Regions from separate parts of the Mus musculus genome. Here region 1 is linked to region 2. A link is a contact called in public Hi-C data. All regions are on one chromosome and are shown on one strand. Each heading gives the region's core, a stretch centred on a gene start, on an enhancer-like site or on the middle of the called end of the contact. The rest is flanking DNA. Distances are from core to core; before and after follow the strand shown. Region 1 holds the start of Pcmtd1 (protein-L-isoaspartate (D-aspartate) O-methyltransferase domain containing 1). Region 2 has its middle 140 kb from the start of St18.

What was found. Hi-C and Micro-C count contacts between places; a contact is called where the count stands out from the background.
Region 1: a contact with region 2 is called in a Hi-C map of Sertoli cells, with 4 times the contacts expected there. The contact joins the promoter of Pcmtd1 here to the enhancer-like site in region 2. A contact is called at or near these places in 3 of 39 promoter capture datasets (the C10 cell line and hippocampal neurons), 2 of 484 Hi-C or Micro-C datasets (Sertoli cells and cerebellar granule neurons) and 1 of 9 other capture datasets (adipose tissue).

Annotation. Positions count from the first base shown.
Region 1 is chr1:7,087,412-7,090,382 of GRCm38.p6, reverse strand. Pcmtd1 (protein-L-isoaspartate (D-aspartate) O-methyltransferase domain containing 1) reads right to left here and starts at 1,463. Exons shown (of 6, transcript NM_183028.3): 1 at 1,167-1,463.
Region 2 is chr1:6,865,661-6,868,547 of GRCm38.p6, reverse strand. No RefSeq gene overlaps it. Among named protein-coding and RNA genes, the nearest start is that of St18, 140 kb to the right of the region's middle. Within about 2 kb of position 1,622, at least 22 of the 459 cell types and tissues checked have an H3K27ac peak or open chromatin away from gene starts, as enhancers often do. A contact at or near this core is called in Sertoli cells, where this site is marked.

The DNA of each region.
Region 1 (2,971 bases), core at 214-2,713, 220 kb before region 2:
AAGGACAGGCCTGTTTGGAATAAGACGGTTGCCTATGATTACTTTAGTAGACTGTTTCCCTTGGAAGCTAGCAAGATTAGCACAATAATGCGTGCAGAACCACTTTTCTTCCACTTTCAGACTTCTCCCTAGGGTTCACCTTGCAAAATATTTAATCCGTGGTGGGTTTTTTTTTTTTCTTATTTGAGTACAAAATTTCTAAATGGTGACTTTCTACGAGTTTCATCAAAAGTAGCCTCCTAGAGTTTAAAGAATTAAATGCTGCTATCTAACCATATGGTATTTAAACTTTATGACATAAAGAAAAAGTAAACTTTGTGTAATCTTTAGGCAGTCATTCCCTCTCATGTAAACTCTGAGGTCTAAGCAAAGACTAGCAACCTGTTTCATATGAAAGTATCGCATGTGGCCTTAGATACTGTGAAAGTCAATATATTAAGTTGCAAAATACTGGCACGTAGGCCAGGCACAACAGCTCCTGTTTGATCCTAGCACTCGGGAGGTGGAGGCAGAAGCTAAGAGTTCAAGGTCAGCTTCCACAGCACAGGGGGCTCTATCTCAGCTTGAGCTATAGAACTGCGTCGCAAATCACAAAACATACAATAAGCTTTTAACTGACTCGCTACTGAAAGTGTGAAGCCCATGCTAAACAGTAACATTTAACAATAAAGTATGTTTTTAAAAAAAAGAGTGGAGAGTTCCGTATACTACTGGCCCAAAAATCTATATTCTATATAGGACTTTAATTTTCGTCTATAAACACACTCCTCACTTGCACCGACAAAATCCTGAAAGGCTGGATGCATACATACACTTGGGATCGGGTTACTCTGAGTAGTGGGAGCGTAAATATTGGGGTTGAGGTCCAGGACAGAAAGAGGGCAGGAGTCTTGTGTCTTCATTGTTTGGCAGCTTTTTTTTTTTTTCTTACAGAGCACGCAGTACTTTAGCTCCATTTCTAAGAGCATTCCTCCTCCTCCTTCTGTACCCAAATTCTTCAGATTTGTAAACGCACAGCTGTGGTTTCACGATTTTAAAAGAACACGCATAAAAGCAATAAGCTGTAAAACACCTTGGCTCTGCAAAACAGCTCGCCCTGTCTCTCTCCATCCGTTCTCCCGGCTGGTGTCTAAAATGCCAAAGCAGCGGACGCGGACCGCACTTACCGAAGGCGCAGAAGACGCTCACACAGCGGCAGCGCCCGCTCAGTCCCTGAAGCCCCGTCCCAGCCCCCGCGTCACGAGCCTGCGTAGGCGGGAGCCCTCCAGGCCAAAGCAGCGGCGGACCGGCGGCGGGCGGAGCGCCGCAGAGACAGCCGACTGGCCCGGCACAGCGTCCGCCAGCGCCGACGCGGGAGGGCGGAGCCCGACCCGCAACCCGGGACCCGGGCAGCTGGACTGCCCTAGTCGCCACCGCCTCCTGGGAGCTGCGCGTGCGCGGGGCGCCCTCCGAAGAAAGATGCCAATCAACGGGGCCTGGGAACACCCCCACCCTCAGCTGGGTTGGACTCCGCCCTCTCGCTGAACGCCCTGCCCCTTAACCAAACAACGCGAGGCTTGCCCAAGCGGCTGGCAGCTCCCGCGGATGCCGCGAGAGCTGGGGCTCCTCCTATTCTGTCGCTGTTTTGTTTGTGTGCTGCGTAGCTCGGGAGCGCAGGGTCTGGTGACTCAGTCCGTCCCCAGCTCCGCCTCCGGTCGGCGTTTTGCCGACTGGATCTACGAGGCCACTTCATCTCCAGCCTCTCCGCGGGTCTCTGTATCGGGTGATGGGGAGGATGCCTGCAGACCCGGCGCGCACCCAATGACTGGCGGCGGTGCATGCGTCGCCCCCTGTGCAGGCGCAGCTGACGCCTTCTTGGTCCACGCCGAAGCCCCTGCCTGTGTCGGTGTCGGGAAGGAGTGCTTGTTGAGAAGTGGCGAGGGTCAGAAGCAAGGGGGAGCATCTACATCTGTAGTCCTCCGCAGTAAACATGTCGATTCCTACTTTGGGACTGTATTTTTTGTTTGTTTGTTTGTTTCCAGCACATAAAAAGACACTGCTTTCCCAATGCTGTAATTTGTAACCAAATGCACGTTCCAGATGTGGTGGCACTGGCTTGTAACCCCAGCACTTGGGATGCTCAAAGTCTGCCTGTACTACATACATATATCAAGTCCCTATCAGGAAAACAAAAGGTCTTGAGGCCTAGGTTGCTGTCACCTACAGTAACCTTGTGTAAAGTGTTTAAGAACAGAGTAGTAAAATGAGAGCTTCCAATCACTTGAAAACTGGAACAAAGTTAACTTATGCGATGGTCTGACTTTCAGCTCACCTTTATGTCTCAAGTACGAAGTTAGATTTGGTGGCCTTTTAGCCCTTAGACTGAGGCTGTGGGCCGGATTCCTTAGTCCTATCTTTGTGTCTCTCCTAGAACCAAAGCACCCCTGGACAGGATGGGATCACATAACAGTCTTTGGGGGTTCGGTTTCTGATACTCTAGGCAGAAATTTTAGCAGGTGAAAATATTTTATCGAGTGGATGTAACGGCTCAGGGTGGTAATCCCAAAAGCTCCGCAGGTGACAGCAGAGATCAGTAGTCCAAAGTTATCTGCAGATACTTCATTTGAGGTCAGCCTGGGTTATATGAGACTGTCTCAAAAAAAAAAAAAAAATATATATATATATATATACATCTTACCATAAACATAATAAATCACATGATAAATTAGGAAGGTTTGGGAGTTTTAACAGAATCTCCAGGCTGTCCTCAAATGTGAAATCCTCCGAGCCTCAGCCTTCTGAGAAATCACAGATGAGTTCCACTTCACCTGTTTTAAAATAACAGTGAGACACTAGAAAACATTTTGGTTTTCTTTTTCTTTCATTTCAGTCCCTATGGGAATTTTTTTTGTTTGTTTTGTTTTGGTTTGATTTTTTAAGACAGGGTTTCTCTGTATAGCCCTGGCTGTCTTGGAACTCACTTTGTAGACCA
Region 2 (2,887 bases), core at 373-2,872:
GGTGAAAAGCACCCCAAAGACAGATGCACAGAATCTTTTAAAATATCTTAAAATCCTAAGCCCTGAGCCATAGTACACCTCTCCATTAACCATCTCAGGCATCTCTGGGGCTCAGCAGGTGTTGGCTTTCACCGTCAGATTCTGGGACTCTCAGAGTAATTTTTCTCTTTCCTTTTCCTCCCTGTGGCTGTATTCAGGTGTCTGAGTGTTACAGGTGATCATTTCCTCTCCTGCCTACACATGGAAGTATATTTGTAAATAATCTGAGAAAAAAGAAACAAACAAACCAAATCCCTCAATGAGCATCCAAGGTTGATCTTTGCCTCTCCCAGCTTCCATCTTAGAGCTACAAACCCCAGGGTCATCGTTTGACAATAACAGTTCTCAGAAAGGCAAGTTGAGGCTGTGTGGGTGGGCTGTATTTAATAGGACTGTCCTATAAGGAGAGATAAGGGCAGAGTGTGTGATCACACAGGCCTGCTACAGGATCCAATACTGAGCAGCCGGGGGGGGGGGTGGAGTAATGGGAGTTAAGAATTCCTGCTGTTGATACACCTAGAACAAAGCTTCTAGAGTTTGTGAGGATTTCATGCCCTGGAAGTCTCTGAAGACTCAGGACTGAGGAAAAGAGGGGAGACCTGTAAGAGGAAAGACAACTTCCTCATTCTAAGAGGAGGGGCTTCTGAGACCCAGGACCAGAACATCCGTGACTGGTGGGATTCTGCAACCTATTGGAGAAGGTTTTGTTGGTATATACTAGGTTATATGTCACCTCTGGTCCTACAGCCTGAGGCCAGACATCATTACAGTTTGTCCAGAGAGCTGGATGTCTACTAAGTCCCAACCTCTGAGGACATGGCTTTGAGCTTTCTTTTTTTATTTACATTGTTGATTAATTCTCCTTAAAAAATATTTATACGTGAGCCTGTGTGAGTTTGCAGGCATTGCACACAGATACAAGCCAATGAAGGCTGGAAGACGGTGTTGGGTCCCCTGAAACTGGGGTTACAGGCAGATGTGAGCTGCCTTGTGGGTGCTTAGAACCAAGTCTGAATCCTCTGCCAGAGCAGCAACTGCTCTTAAGTGCTGAGCAATCTGTTTCTGGACCCATATATTGCTAGTTTTCTTACTCATTTTACTGACTTTCCTCTTAAGATGTTGAATGAAATTGACCTGCTAGTTTATAATGTTTTTCAGGACAGTAAAATGTCTGAAATCTTTTCATCTGTCATTTTACTTATTTCAGTGACTTGGGTTTAGGAATTTCATAGGAAACGAGCGTTGATCACTCTGCTAGGATGTAGCTGGTGTCAGGCAGCAGCAGAGTTCTTGGGCCTTCTGGCAGCAAATGCCAGGTGGCTCCAGATTCTGGTTCATCTGCTGTCACGGGAGTCAGTTCTAACTCACTGAAGAGCTCTTCTGAGTTATGAGAGCTATTCCTGACCACTGAATGCAGATCCTCAGCAATCTCTACGCACCTCCCAGCCTGAGTTGGCTTCCTGCCAACTGTAGCTTTTGGCTGGCCCTTGTTTCTGGATCTGTTGCTCTCTACTACTGCCTCTCTGGGTCTCCCTCCCCTTACCAAGAAGTTAAAGTAGGACAAATGTTCTCTGTTCTTAGATCCTCAGTCTGGCTCAGTTTTAAACAACACATTCTTCCTTAAGATAGCTGCAGCTCCTTTGCAACAGCTTATGTGTAAATTACCGTGCCTTTTGTTGTTCACTGTCTATTCACAGTATTTTACTATTGCAGGAAATTCTGCCAAGATAAAAGCTGAATATGACTATTGTTCATTTTTCAAACTTAAAAAATATCAGTGGGCATGACGTCTGAGCTGTCAGCTTTCCACACAGGGTATCAATTTAATGGGTTACTCACCAAACCTTCGTGTCAAGCTCACCTCTGAACCTGTGACAATCATAATTACTCATTACAATCTTAGTCCTGCCATGGAAGGTCTTTCTGAAACCAGTGCTCTCAAATGACAAGCCATACTTCCATCTTTTTCGAGATGACATTGAGATTGTCATGGTTGTGTATTTACTATTTATGACAGTAAAATCTCCATTGGTTTATTAGTAAAAGGCTGCTTCTGCAGAAAGGAAAAGGATTTTTTTGCCCTCTCCCCCTTTTCATGTGAGTACTATATAGTGCAGGCTAGTCTGAAAGTCACAATCTTCCTGCCTCTGTCTCTGCAGGACAGATGTGAACCACTCCACTGTTGGTATGTTTTTCTTATTTTCAGTAGGCTTTCTAAACTTAGAATTCAGAAAAAGGAGGAAAGAAAGGTGGGAAGGAACTGAGGGGGAGGGAAAAGTGAGTGCTTTCCAGGCCATGTGTTCACTGCCTTGTGGATTTCACAATGTGATTACCACTTTGTTTTTGTCTCTGAGAAGAAACAATTATCACTGCTCTCAGTTTCTGCCTTGAAATTTTACTCCACAAAAAAGAAAGAGTAGCAAAGAAGCATATGATTTGCAAGCTGTGGCAAGGAAAAAAAGCCAGCTATTTTCTTTTTTTCTCTTTCCTTTGTTTCTGTCTTTTCTTTTCTTTCTTCCTTTTTTCTTTCTCTCCTTTCTCTCTTTTTTCCTTTCTTTTTTGTTTTTTTGTTTTTGTTTTGTTTTGTTTTGTTTTTTCGAGACAGGGTTTCTCTGTGTAGCCCTGGCTGTCCTGGAACTCACTTTGTAGACCAGGCTGGCCTCGAACTCAGAAATCCGACTGCCTCTGCCTCCCAAGTGCTGGGATTAGAGGTGTGTGCCACGACCGCCGAGAGTCTTTCTTCCTTTCTTTCTCCTCTCCTCTGCTTCATTCTTTACTTCCCCATTTTTTCTCTTCCATTTTGAACAACTTTGTGCAGAAGAAATGGACAGAACTCTGCTGACAATAC